Linked DNA regions of Mus musculus: region 1 is linked to region 2. The links are chromatin contacts, called in public HiChIP or PLAC-seq maps. All regions are on one chromosome and are shown on one strand. Each heading gives the region's core, a stretch centred on a gene start, on an enhancer-like site or on the middle of the called end of the contact. The rest is flanking DNA. Distances are from core to core; before and after follow the strand shown. Region 1 has its middle 47 kb from the start of Gm36855. Region 2 holds the start of Nectin1 (nectin cell adhesion molecule 1).

Evidence for each region. HiChIP or PLAC-seq counts read pairs in DNA pulled down with a chosen protein or histone mark.
Region 1: an H3K4me3 HiChIP or PLAC-seq map of forebrain shows a contact between it and region 2, with 3 times the contacts expected there. The contact joins the enhancer-like site here to the promoter of Nectin1 in region 2. A contact is called at or near these places in 4 of 39 promoter capture datasets (the 3T3-L1 cell line, hippocampal neurons, liver and 1 more), 1 of 484 Hi-C or Micro-C datasets (the N1E-115 cell line) and 10 of 115 datasets of contacts at active chromatin or transcription factors (craniofacial prominence, differentiating embryonic stem cells, embryonic basal ganglia and 7 more).

What each region holds. Positions count from the first base shown.
Region 1 is chr9:43,471,676-43,477,062 of GRCm38.p6, forward strand. No RefSeq gene overlaps it. Among named protein-coding and RNA genes, the nearest start is that of Gm36855, 47 kb to the right of the region's middle. Within about 2 kb of position 2,471, at least 10 of the 459 cell types and tissues checked have an H3K27ac peak or open chromatin away from gene starts, as enhancers often do. A contact at or near this core is called in the N1E-115 cell line and forebrain, where this site is marked.
Region 2 is chr9:43,741,097-43,746,707 of GRCm38.p6, forward strand. It overlaps Nectin1 (nectin cell adhesion molecule 1), which reads left to right and starts at 2,858. Exons shown (of 6, transcript NM_021424.3): 1 at 2,858-3,626. The coding sequence starts at 3,548. Gm46108 (a long non-coding RNA gene) reads right to left here. Exons shown (of 4, transcript XR_003948147.1): 3 at 4,220-5,611.

The DNA.
Region 1 (5,387 bases), core at 1,221-3,720, 270 kb before region 2:
AATGATGAGAGAATGAAAATAGAAAAAAAGAAGCCAGATGGGAAGGAGGAAGAGTCTGAAGATAAGCTAGCAATCATGGACGTTGGATTTAGGCAGGTCTTGCTTTGTGTTTTGACTACTCCAGTGCTATTAGGTATATATAACCCAAAGCAGTTTTGTATCTTCTTTGATACTGGATGAATTACATAAACTGATGCTATGAATCAGAATCTCAATAAGTTTTCTGAGGTTTAAATGTAACAATCCCTGTAAAGAAGTGAGTACAGTTGGCCAGCGCACTTGAAGCTTTTACAAAGTGCAGATTTACAGCATCACTTATCATGCAGCCAGAAGCCAGGACGATCCATTCGTGGTCAGGAAGCCAGAGACTCCGGTGGAATAGTCCTTGGGTAGAGAGAGAGAGTTCATTAACCAGCTCGGGATTCAGATGGGCAGGCGCTAAGGAAGAGCTAGGCTTAATTCTTTTGCAAACCCAGGGGAAGGGGCTCTTTTGGAAGAGATTTGCAGTGGCTTGAGCTGATTGCAATTATGCCGTCCTGCACCGTGCCGAAAATGAAATGAAACCCTAACAAAGTTCCAGGTTTAATTGAAATTTCCTGGGATCTGTTATTACATCGCTGTGATTGTTCTGTGCCACTAATGAGCCTGTGCTAGCTGATTAGCCAAGTGTCTCTCCAGTCACTATTCCATTATTGCATTATTAATGATCAGATATGATTGTCACAGCCCAGGGCTTGAACATCCAACAGGCAGGAGACAAGCCAGACAACCAAGCAGATGGACAGATGGCCCAGTGAGTGGGTAGATTGCACTAGATGACAACCTGGAACCTGGAGTAGGAGGAGGCTGGGTTGTGGGATGAGTGAGGAGCCAGGTGTGGGGCGGGTCAGAGAGAGAGGGGTGTGAGTGGCAGGGCCAGCAGCTGAGACTGGATCCTTTGAACCTAAGGTTCTGTGGGGCTCTAGCTCTGAGTCCTTTGCTTATCTGGCGGAATAGCCAAGGACTCCTTGGTTTTGCCTCTCTTTTTTTAATCAGTGTACAAAATATTATATTTTGTTATGAAACGTTCATGTATATACTTTTTTCACAGTCACACCCCCCCATTACTCTCGTCCCTCTCTAACCTCAACCTCCATGGTTTCCTCCTAGATAGTACCCCTTTTGCTTTCACACACACATACCACATATAGAGTTAAATCCAGAGTTACACATGAGAAAAAAAATAAAACCCACACATACACACACATGACCTTTGGTCTCTCTTCCCTCTGTTACTCTTTTTCTCTTGTTCTCAACTCCATTCTCCACTTTTCACTCATTCATTCATTCACTCACTGTTTTGTTGTTGTTGTGGGTCTTTTGTTTTTGTTTTTTGTGTTTTTGTTTGTTTTTTGTTTGTTTGTTTTTGTTTGAGACAAGGTCTCTCTATGTAGCCTAGCTGTCTTAGAACTCACAGAAATCCACCTGCCTCTGCCTCTCAAGTGTTGGCACTGAAGGTGCATGCCACCCAACTTCCATCTCCTTGTAGACTCCTTCCTTCTCATCCCAACATCCCTCTTTTATTTTCAACTCAATGAAAAGAGACAGAATCCAACCTGTCTGCATCACCATCAGCATAGAGCCTGGAAAGTAAGTGTGGGGTCAGAGCCAAAAGCAGGGAGGAGAGGCTGGGAAGGGATCATTCCATATGCTGCAGCCCTGGCAGGCATTCTGAACAGATATTCCTCCTCCCTCCCCCCACCCCAAACCCCCTAGGTATCCAGAGCTTGAGTTATGGAGAAGGTTAACCACAGTATGTTGTCCCAGGCACTGTGACACCATGGGACCTACACCTGCATGTCCATGCTGCTCGTTGTTTAACCAGTTCCCTTCCTATACCAGGGGAGGGGATGGAAAGGAAGGGGTAGACTATGGAAAAAGTCTGAAGAGTTTTCAGGAAACTGCTGGTTGGCTCACACTGATGGTCTGGTTGGTAAGGAGCCAGGGATCAAACCAGAAGTACCCACACGCCACACTGGGCAGCATGCCCGGGGCATGTTTAGATGCCCCTGCTCCTGTTTCTAGCCCTCTCACCCTAACCATCCCTCCTTCGATCTACAAGACATCTTTTCCGAAAATGCCAGACACTATGAGGTCATACCACGCCCCCCCAACTGCTGCCAAATTTCATTCTTCAAAGACCGGTGTTGTGCCGACATGAAATGTAAGCCTTGAACAAGGGAGGAGGGGGATGGATGGATTGATGAAGTAGAGGGAAAGGCTCACAAGCAGGAGGGAAAGAATTGACATTTAAACACGGGCTTGTAATCGGAAAATTGATCCCAAGGCTGCTCCCTCCCCTAGGAAAAGGCCAAGGCTGCATCGTGGTCTCCTGAGCCCGTGGTGGGGGCCACCTGTTCTGTTACCCCTGCTGCCTACATCTTACGGTCTCCATGGCAAAGAGGCGAATGGCTGGGGGCTCCCGCAGCCATGGTTTCCCTGGCAACCCTCAGGCGCTCCCACCTCCAAACACATGACTGGCCTGTCCCCACTGCCCCCCACTGCTGCACAGCTATTTGGGAGGAAAGAAGGGAGGTGGCCCTGGCCATCCACCCACAGTCCTGTGAATATGTACACAGGTGTCGTCTCCGTGGGCTCCTGGTGTCCACCCACCCATAGCACCCACCCTGAACCAGCCTAACCTGCAGGGGGCTGAGCTGGCTAGCCAATCACAGCAAGATGCTTCGAGTGTGGGATGAAGGCTCACTCTGGGCAAGCATCCGAGTCCCTCTTCCTGTCTGTAAGAAGAGACTGAAGAAGTTAGAGGCAAAAGCACTAACAAGGAAGATGTCCTTTCCCCTCAGGCAAGACTCAGAGCCATCATGACTCAGGGTCAATCCTGAGGATCCCGTCATGCCAATGTGTCTTCTAGAAATAGAACAGCTCTTGCTATTATATCCAAGTTATAGGAGAGGAAGCTGAGCCCCAGAGAGACTGTGACCTACATTATCACAGTTAGATAGGATGGTCCCTTGCTCAGTGTGTGGTACAATGGCTGGTAGGAGAGTCTGTGGGGTGGGGGAGATCTTTGTTCCCTGAATGCTGTTTTTGCTATGTGTAGGACAGAAAAAGGAAAAAAAATCAAGGAAGCAGTGTCTTTGCTTTCAGGAAACTCCCAGAGGACAGGTGTGTATACACATGGGACCCATGTGGGTTGACTGATGGTCTGTAGTTAGGACCAGGAGCTGTAGAGGATGCCCTTGGATGGATTTCCTTCGTTCCCAAGAATCCTTCAAGGAAGACCAAGGCCATCTGTATTTAACCAGCACCACACTGTGAGTCAGGAGCTGCTCCCATTAGGCATTCCTCAGGGCTAGCAGGGACCAGGACCTCAGAAGAGTGCCCAGAGCTGAGCAAGAGGAGAAAGAGAAGAAAGAAGAGCTGTTGGGTGTGCTGGATGCAGAGATGAATAAGCTGGAGGGCACAACATGGGAAGAAGCGTGTCTGTGGAGTTCTCGGTTCTTGGAATTTGTTTCATTTGAGGCAGGGTCTCATTGTGTTGCCGTGGTTGGCCTGGAACTCATTATATAAACCAGTCTGCCCTTGAACTCAGAGATGCGCCTGCATCATTCCCTTGAGTGTGGGGATTAAAGGCATGTGCCACCATGCCCAGCCAAGCTTGGGCAAATTTCCTTCATCGCCTCCCATACACATGAGACATGGTCCTGGATGACATTCCTGGCACTTGCTGGAACGTTCTGGAATCGGCTAGAGAGTGAAAACTCTAATATGGGATTTGAGGATTGCTCAGTAGTACGACACTTGTCTAGCACCTGTGATATCCTGGGCTCCATCCCCAGTGCTGAAAAATGACAAACCAACAAACCCAAGATTTTGCTTACTTCATGAGCATACCCAGAGCCCCATGCTCAGCAGCTGTGGCCAGGCACCCAGTAGAGCCTCCCTCTCTCACCTGGAGGAAGGACCTTGCCCCTACCGCAGGACCTGACACTCTCCTAGGAGAAAAATGTGCCTTGTCTTAAACATCCTCTCTGGAAGAAGATTCACCACGAGTTACTGCAGCTGCTTTCTGCACCTTTATTTGCCAGGGAATTTTAATCCTGCAATTTTCCCAAAACTAGCTCTGTACAAGGGCGCATGACATATATACAGCTTACATTTAGTGGGGAGCCCATAGTCTACACACACATACACGCATGCACGCACGCATGCATGTGCATAAAACTTATCACATTTCAGTCATCAGGAAACCCAGGCTTGTGTGTTTTGGGCAAACAATCCCAGTAAGGCACCAGCTGAAGAGGCTTAGAGGTAGGATTTGAACACCCCCCCCCAACTTCACATGAAGAAGCTCAACATTTCTAGTAATGTAATGGCTTTAGTGTCACCCCTCTGTTGGAGAACTAAGCAGGACTAGGCAGTTCTACAGCCCCTGATCAATAGCAGCCATCTCCCTAGGCCAGGGACCTGCCAGACATCTGAGTGGGGCAGTAGGGAGACAGACTTGCACTTCATCCAAACTACTTCCTCACCAGTCTCTTGACTGGGAATAGAAGAGAATCCAGATCTGTCAGTCAACGCCCCTCTGCCTGTCCCCACTTCTTACTGCTCTAGCCTGGAGATGTTGAGTTGATTATATTCCACGCTCAATCACCAGAAATAATCAATCTGTAATTAAAAGCACCCCTAGCCCTCTCCCACCCTTCCCCAGCCTCCCACTCCTCCAGTCTCCCCTCCTCTCCACACTGCCTCTGCCTCCTCCTCACCTCCCCCTCCCGCTTGCCTTTCCAGCATGGAATCGTTTTAATGAGATTTCTCTGTTACAAATGGCCAGTTTGTAATAATTATATTTTGTGCAGCAATCGTGGTTTAAAAATGATTTAAAACAGGGAAGGCTCCAATTTATTAAGCATCAAATTTTCTGTGGTGAACTTTTAACTAGAAGCTGCCGCTCAGGCACGGAGGGGGCTATCTCTGCCACCCTGGGCTGAGCAATAGTCCTGAAATATTGATGGTTTGTGGATGGAAACGGTGCCGAAGACATTTAGCTTTTATTAAAATAAAGGGATCTCGCAACAGCAGTGTGGCTTTCCTGCGCACCCTACTTGAAGAAGAAGGGGAGGAAGGGATCCTCCTGAGAAGGAAGTATGTCGAGAAGAGCTCTAGGGCTCATGGCTTGAAGTGTTTTCCACACAGGGCTGTGCTTGGAGAAGGTCCATTGTCGTGTGTGGCTGTGAGCACTTCCCTCATAAGTCTGTGAGATGCTTTGGGGCCAGCCAGTGCTGGGCAGTCCTTGGACTTATCCTGGGTTCAAACCCAGCATTGTTATTTTCTACTCACATAGCCTTGGGCCAGCTGACAGTCTTTCCAAGCTTAATGGAGATATA
Region 2 (5,611 bases), core at 1,608-4,107:
CCTCTTAAGCCAGGTGTAGTGGCCCAGACCTTTATACTGTGAGTTCAAGGACAGCTTGGTCTACATAGTGAGTTCCAGGAGAGTCAGGGCTTCAGGGCTACCTAAAGAAACCCTGTTGAGAAAGAGAGACCCCGTTGAGAGAGGAGAAGAGGGGAGGGGAAGGGAAGAGGTAGGAGGAGGAGGAAGGGAGGAGGATGAGGAGGAAGAAGAGGAGGAAGAAGAGGAGGAGGAAGAGGAGGGAAAGAGAGAGAGTTGAATCAAGGAATTCAAGCATCAAAGTCCCATGTACTTGGTCAATATATTTTCCTCTTTGTCCTCAGTGTGAGGACCACATGGAAATTATGAGTACAGGGTCGAGGTGGACAAAAGCAGAAGTGAGATGATAGTGCCATCATGCAGGAATTGAGATAGTGCTATCACACACAGGGCACAGAAACAGCAGAGCCATCAAGTTCTTTTTGTCGTTTTCTTTTCTTTTCTTGGTTGGTTGGTTGGTTTGGGTTTGGTTTGGTTTGTTGGTTGGTTGTTCTTTTTGAGACAGGGCTTCTCTGTGTAGCCCAGGCTGTCTTGGAACTCACTCTGCAGACCATCTGCCTCCTGAGTGCTGGGACTAAAGGTGTGCGCCACTGCCCAGCAGAGCCATGTGGTTTGCTTTCAAGCTGGAACAAGACAGCTAAGCTAGAAGAAGCAGACATGGCACTGGGGCCCCTAGCTGAAAGACTGGGACCACAGAGAGTTGTCAGTTAGAAAGATTTCCTTTGCTGATAGGAAGGAAAATAAGACCAGGCATCAGGAGACACAGGCTGTGGTTCCCCACCCCCCAACCCCCGCCCCATGGCCTTTCTGTGTAGCTCTGGCTCTCCTGGAACTCACTTTATAGACCCTTGGCTTCGAACTCAGAGATCTTCCTGCCTCTGCCTCAAAGGGCTTTGGATGCCCTTGTACTAACAGATCCAGGAATGAACACTCAGCAAGTGTGGAGAAGGTAAGAGACCACAGCACTGACAGAACTTGGTGTGTCTGGAGTTAGTGCACAAGTGTTCAGCTCCTATGACGTGTTAGCCACAAGCAAAAAACAAATTCCTTTTGGCTTGGGCAAGTTTAAAAGCACTTGCAAGCCAGATGGGAGATTCCTGGCTGCCAGCCTGGCCACCAACCTGCTTAATTTGACAGGGCATCCTCTGGATTAAGACCCTCCCGTGGCTACCTGGCATGAGTCTGATTTCAGGCTTGACCTTACCGCAAGCTCAGGCAGGGTTAGAACCAATTATTTATTAGGCCGTTTCCTAATACCCAGCTGTTGCTCTCTTTCACAGTTTTCCCTGTGCTGACCTCTACTTTAAATCCAGTATCTTGAAGGATGGTCTGTGCCTGACAGACACCTCCAGTCAGCCCCTGTTGCGCCCCTTACCACAGAAGCCTTTCAGGTCCCTCCCAGCCCAGGCTAACGTAGATGTCCTGAATCTGAAAACCCCCACAATGCCGTGCTGCGGTGAGTGATTCTATAGAACTTCTGTTTCTGTGTCTCCCCCCCCCCCCCATCCCCACTAGACCCCGCTCCTGTGGGGCAAGGACCAACTATGAGACCACACAATGCATTCCCAAGTCAGGCGGTAGTGTGGTAGACAGTTTGTCCTGAGTTACACGGGTGAAGCATAAAAGGATACAGAGAGCATTCCTTTTGAGTGGAGTGACTTCTTTAGCAGGCTGAGCCCGTGGGCCCAAGAGTGGGAAACTGTCCCTCTCTTCCATTGTCCTGCCCCTCCCATTCTCCGAAAGGAAAATTTACATTTTATCAGAATTTGGCGCTACCCCAAGCCTCTGTGCCCTTGGGGCTGGGCTAAGGGCAAAGGGCAAAGTGGGTGTGGTCTGCTCAGCCCCGAACGAGGGAGTTCTGTTCTCTTGACTGGGAAACCCTGTCTGTCTGCCTCTCCTAGTCCAAGGATGGGGACAGAAGGTCCAGGCTTCAGGCTGCTAAGGGCCCCTCGGGCTCAGTCACCTTGGCAAGAAGCCACCCGGATGTGGTGGGTGGCGAACAGGATGGGGCGGAGAGTCCTGGCCGTTCTGGGACACCGACTGGATGGGCCACTTTCGCGGGAATCCCGCAAACCACTCAGAAACGAGGTGAAGGCAATGGGAGCCCACTTGGTTTGTCGCTCTTTGGGGAAAGCAGAATGCTTCGATTTCGGGACAAGGACCCCCTGAAGGCAATAAGGATTAAAGAAGACCCACTAGAAACCTGAGTGCCCTGATCTCTCACCCACTAATGTCTTGTCTTGCCTCAACTCTTCACAGCTTTCGCGGTTGGTCCTCCGCAAAGCTGTTTCCGTCTGGTGTCCAGATCTTGGGGAGCAGAAGCTTTGGCAACAGTTCTAGCCTGTGCTCTGCTTCTTTCTGCCACTCTCCATGCCCTCCTCTGGGCCTTTGTTTCCTCATCTGCGAAATGGTCCCAGGGTCGGACCAGAGAGTCAGAAAAGCCCTCGGAGCTCGGACAATGCCAGATCCAGCGTTCACACGGATCCCTACGGCAGCCCCCCTCCTCATCTTAACTCCACCCCTACCGAGCAGCTTCTCCCCCTTGCCGGCCGCTAGGGGTCACTGCCTCCCTTTGTCAGCGACCGAGGAGGGCAGCCCGCCCTCCGGCCCTTTCCACGACCGAACGGCGACCCAAGGGGCATCTTGCTAGCTTGGGGCCCTGAGCCGAACCCCACGGCCACGCTCGCAGCCACAGCTGCTTAGGACTGGGAGGTGCGGCCGCGCGGGCGGAGGCCGGGCCAGGGCTGGGCCGGGCGCGTGGGAGCCAGGAGGGGGTTAATGCTAACCCCTCCCCCCGGGCTGACATCACGGGAGAGCGGGTGAGAGGCTGGATCGGCGAGTGAGAGAAAGAGAGGGAGAGGAGAGAGCGCGGCTCGCCTCGGCACCGGGGCAGCTCCACATTGTTGCGGATCGCCCGCACCGAGCGCAGCGGCCGCGGTGGGGACCCGTGGCGCACCCGGCTCGCTCCCCTCGGTCCTCCGAGACCGTGCAGCCCCGAGCCCCGCGGGCAGCTGGCCGCCCTAGCCGCACACCACCGCCTGGGCCCCGAGCCCTCCGCACCGCCCGGCCACCCTCGGAGAACAGCCGGCCATGGACGCCTGCAAGTTGGAGCCGAGCGGGAGGGTGTGAGCGCGCCCAGGGCCGGGAGCCTGCGCCGCGCTAGCCCGGTAGCCGGGCGCGCCGGGGGTGGGTCCCTCTCCCCAGCCGGGCTTTGCGTGGAAGAAGAGGGCGGGGACCGGGGCGAGGAGAAGAGCGGAGGAGGCGAAGGGGGCATGACTCGTGCAACTTACTGCGGGCATCTGCCGAGGCTCTGAGCCGGCGGCAGCCGGGGACCGGATTGCGGCCGCGCGGATCCCACCCAGCCCACCCCGCCCCGACCGACGGCTGCGGCTGACCTGGATCCTCCGAGCGCCCGCCAACCGCCAGCGATCCGCCCTCGTCTTCCAGACTGGTTTCTGGAGCGCGAGGAGCGCCCTCCTGGCAGCCCCTTTCGCCGGACCCCCACCCCCCGATGGCTCGGATGGGGCTTGCGGGCGCCGCTGGACGCTGGTGGGGACTCGCTCTCGGCTTGACCGCCTTCTTCCTCCCAGGTAAGGCGATTGCCTCTGCCTCCCTCCATAGCCCCCCACCCAACCAGAACCTCCCCGGGACTTGGAGCTGGATGATGGGCAAGGCTACGGGTTGTAGGGAGCGAACGGAGCCAGAAAAGTTGGGTCACGCTTGGATAAGGGGGGGCAGGAGGTGGCACCGTGGAGAAAGGGGTTGAGAAGCCCAACAGCCTGCCCTGCAGGGTAGCAATCGGATGCACGTCTCTATGTAGCAAGAAAGCACTTTCTCCGCTCAGTTCTTCACAAAAATAATAATATGTAATAGGGTTCTATTTATTTAATAACCAGTTCTCAGCTCGAGAAGCAGTTTGGAAACACTGCGTGTTACATAAATGCAAAATAATCACCGTAATCACGGGCTTGGGGTATGAGACAACAGCCCCAGGGGGAGGGCGTCAGTCTCCTAGCTGGTGGGCTGTGGGCTAGGAGAGTGGCGGGGGTTGGGGGCGACTTCATTTCTTTTGGCGGCCTCTTGTCAGATGGTTTCGGGCTCATGGGGGCCCCCTCCTGCCCCACATCGCCCCACAGCGGGCGATCGGAACCTGCTCCTGCGGCACAGGCAGCTTCTTACTCACCTGCGGTTCCTTTTCTGGAGGGTGAGGTCGGGCCGCCTAGGGATCGCAAACTCCGGGCCTTGCGCGGGGCTGGGCTCCGTCTCGGAACTCCACTTCTAAAGCGGAGGGCTCTCCCAGGAGGAAGCTCCACGGGCTTCATGCCAGCCAGGTGGCCGCATGACCCACTTTCCCGGGAGGCCCCGAGGGTGTCCCGCGTGTCTTTCCTCGAGGTGTGAGCTGCCGGCAGAAGAGGGGTTAACTCCGCGCCCGACCCTGGGGTGGCCCATATTGGCCTATTCTGACGGATGGGGTGGGGGCGGGCGGAGGCTAGGACGGCCCAGGCATATTGTGCTGGGGAATGAACTGGAAAATGCGTTTAGGAGGCAAATCCTACCGAGTCCCCTCGCCTGGGTTTAACCCCTTGGGTCCCTGGGGAAGCAACTAGGCTGCCAGCAGGACACTAATTCGGGTCAAAGTGGGGAGAGTATCTCGCTAGCCAACTCCCCCGTCCCCCGTAAAGAAACCTGAGACAAGCTCTTGAGATAAGATGGGGTCTTGGAAGGCTTGTTTCGTGGTCGTCAACTCGGGGTGGCAAAATAGGGGGCTGGAATGCAGACAGAGACTTCTGGATTATTAAGAATATTGGATTCCCGGCCACTGTGATTCTGCAGGCTTGCCAGGCAGTTTGGTAAGGAGAGGTAGGCCTGCCTGTCCAGGTGTAGCTTGGACTCTCTCCTGGATGGCAAGAGCCTGGCCTCCTCTGCTTCCCTTACTGCCTCCTCCTCCTCCTGCTGCCGGCCTTCTCCGTGCTGGGGCGCTGCACCTCTCCAGCAGTGGTGGATGTCAGGAAAGCAGTTTGGGAAAGCCAGTACCTAGGCCAGTGTGGAGTGCTCCCCTCTTGGGTGTCCCAGGAAGGGACATTCCACATCCCTTTCCACTTCACAGGGGCATGCTGAACCCGTGGGGGCATGCTGAACCCGCCGCCACTGTGGTCTGGGTGAGAGTGACAGCCAGTCGGCTACTTTCTTGCTGATAGTGTTAAGTGCGGTGCACACAGAAACTCAGCCTCTGAATTTACATGGTCAGCATAGGCTGAACTTCAGAACGCCTTTTAATTCCCTAACTCTTCCTGGAACCCAGAGTAAGCCACTTGCCAAGAGCCCCTAAGGATTCCTAGCACACTAGGGGTTAACCTAATCCGGGGATGGACAAAGGGCCAGAGGGTTTGCGGAGGGATAAGCTCAGCACATTGTATCTGGTGCTTGGTTCCCCAGTTTTGGGTTGGAGCAGGTTAATTCCATTGGCGGGAGGTGGGGGTTGGGGTGGAAGGGGGGGTTGGGGTGGAGGGGGGGCGGGTTAGAGACCCATTGTACTCCACCCACACAAGAGGTGGAGACAGAGGTGACACTCACC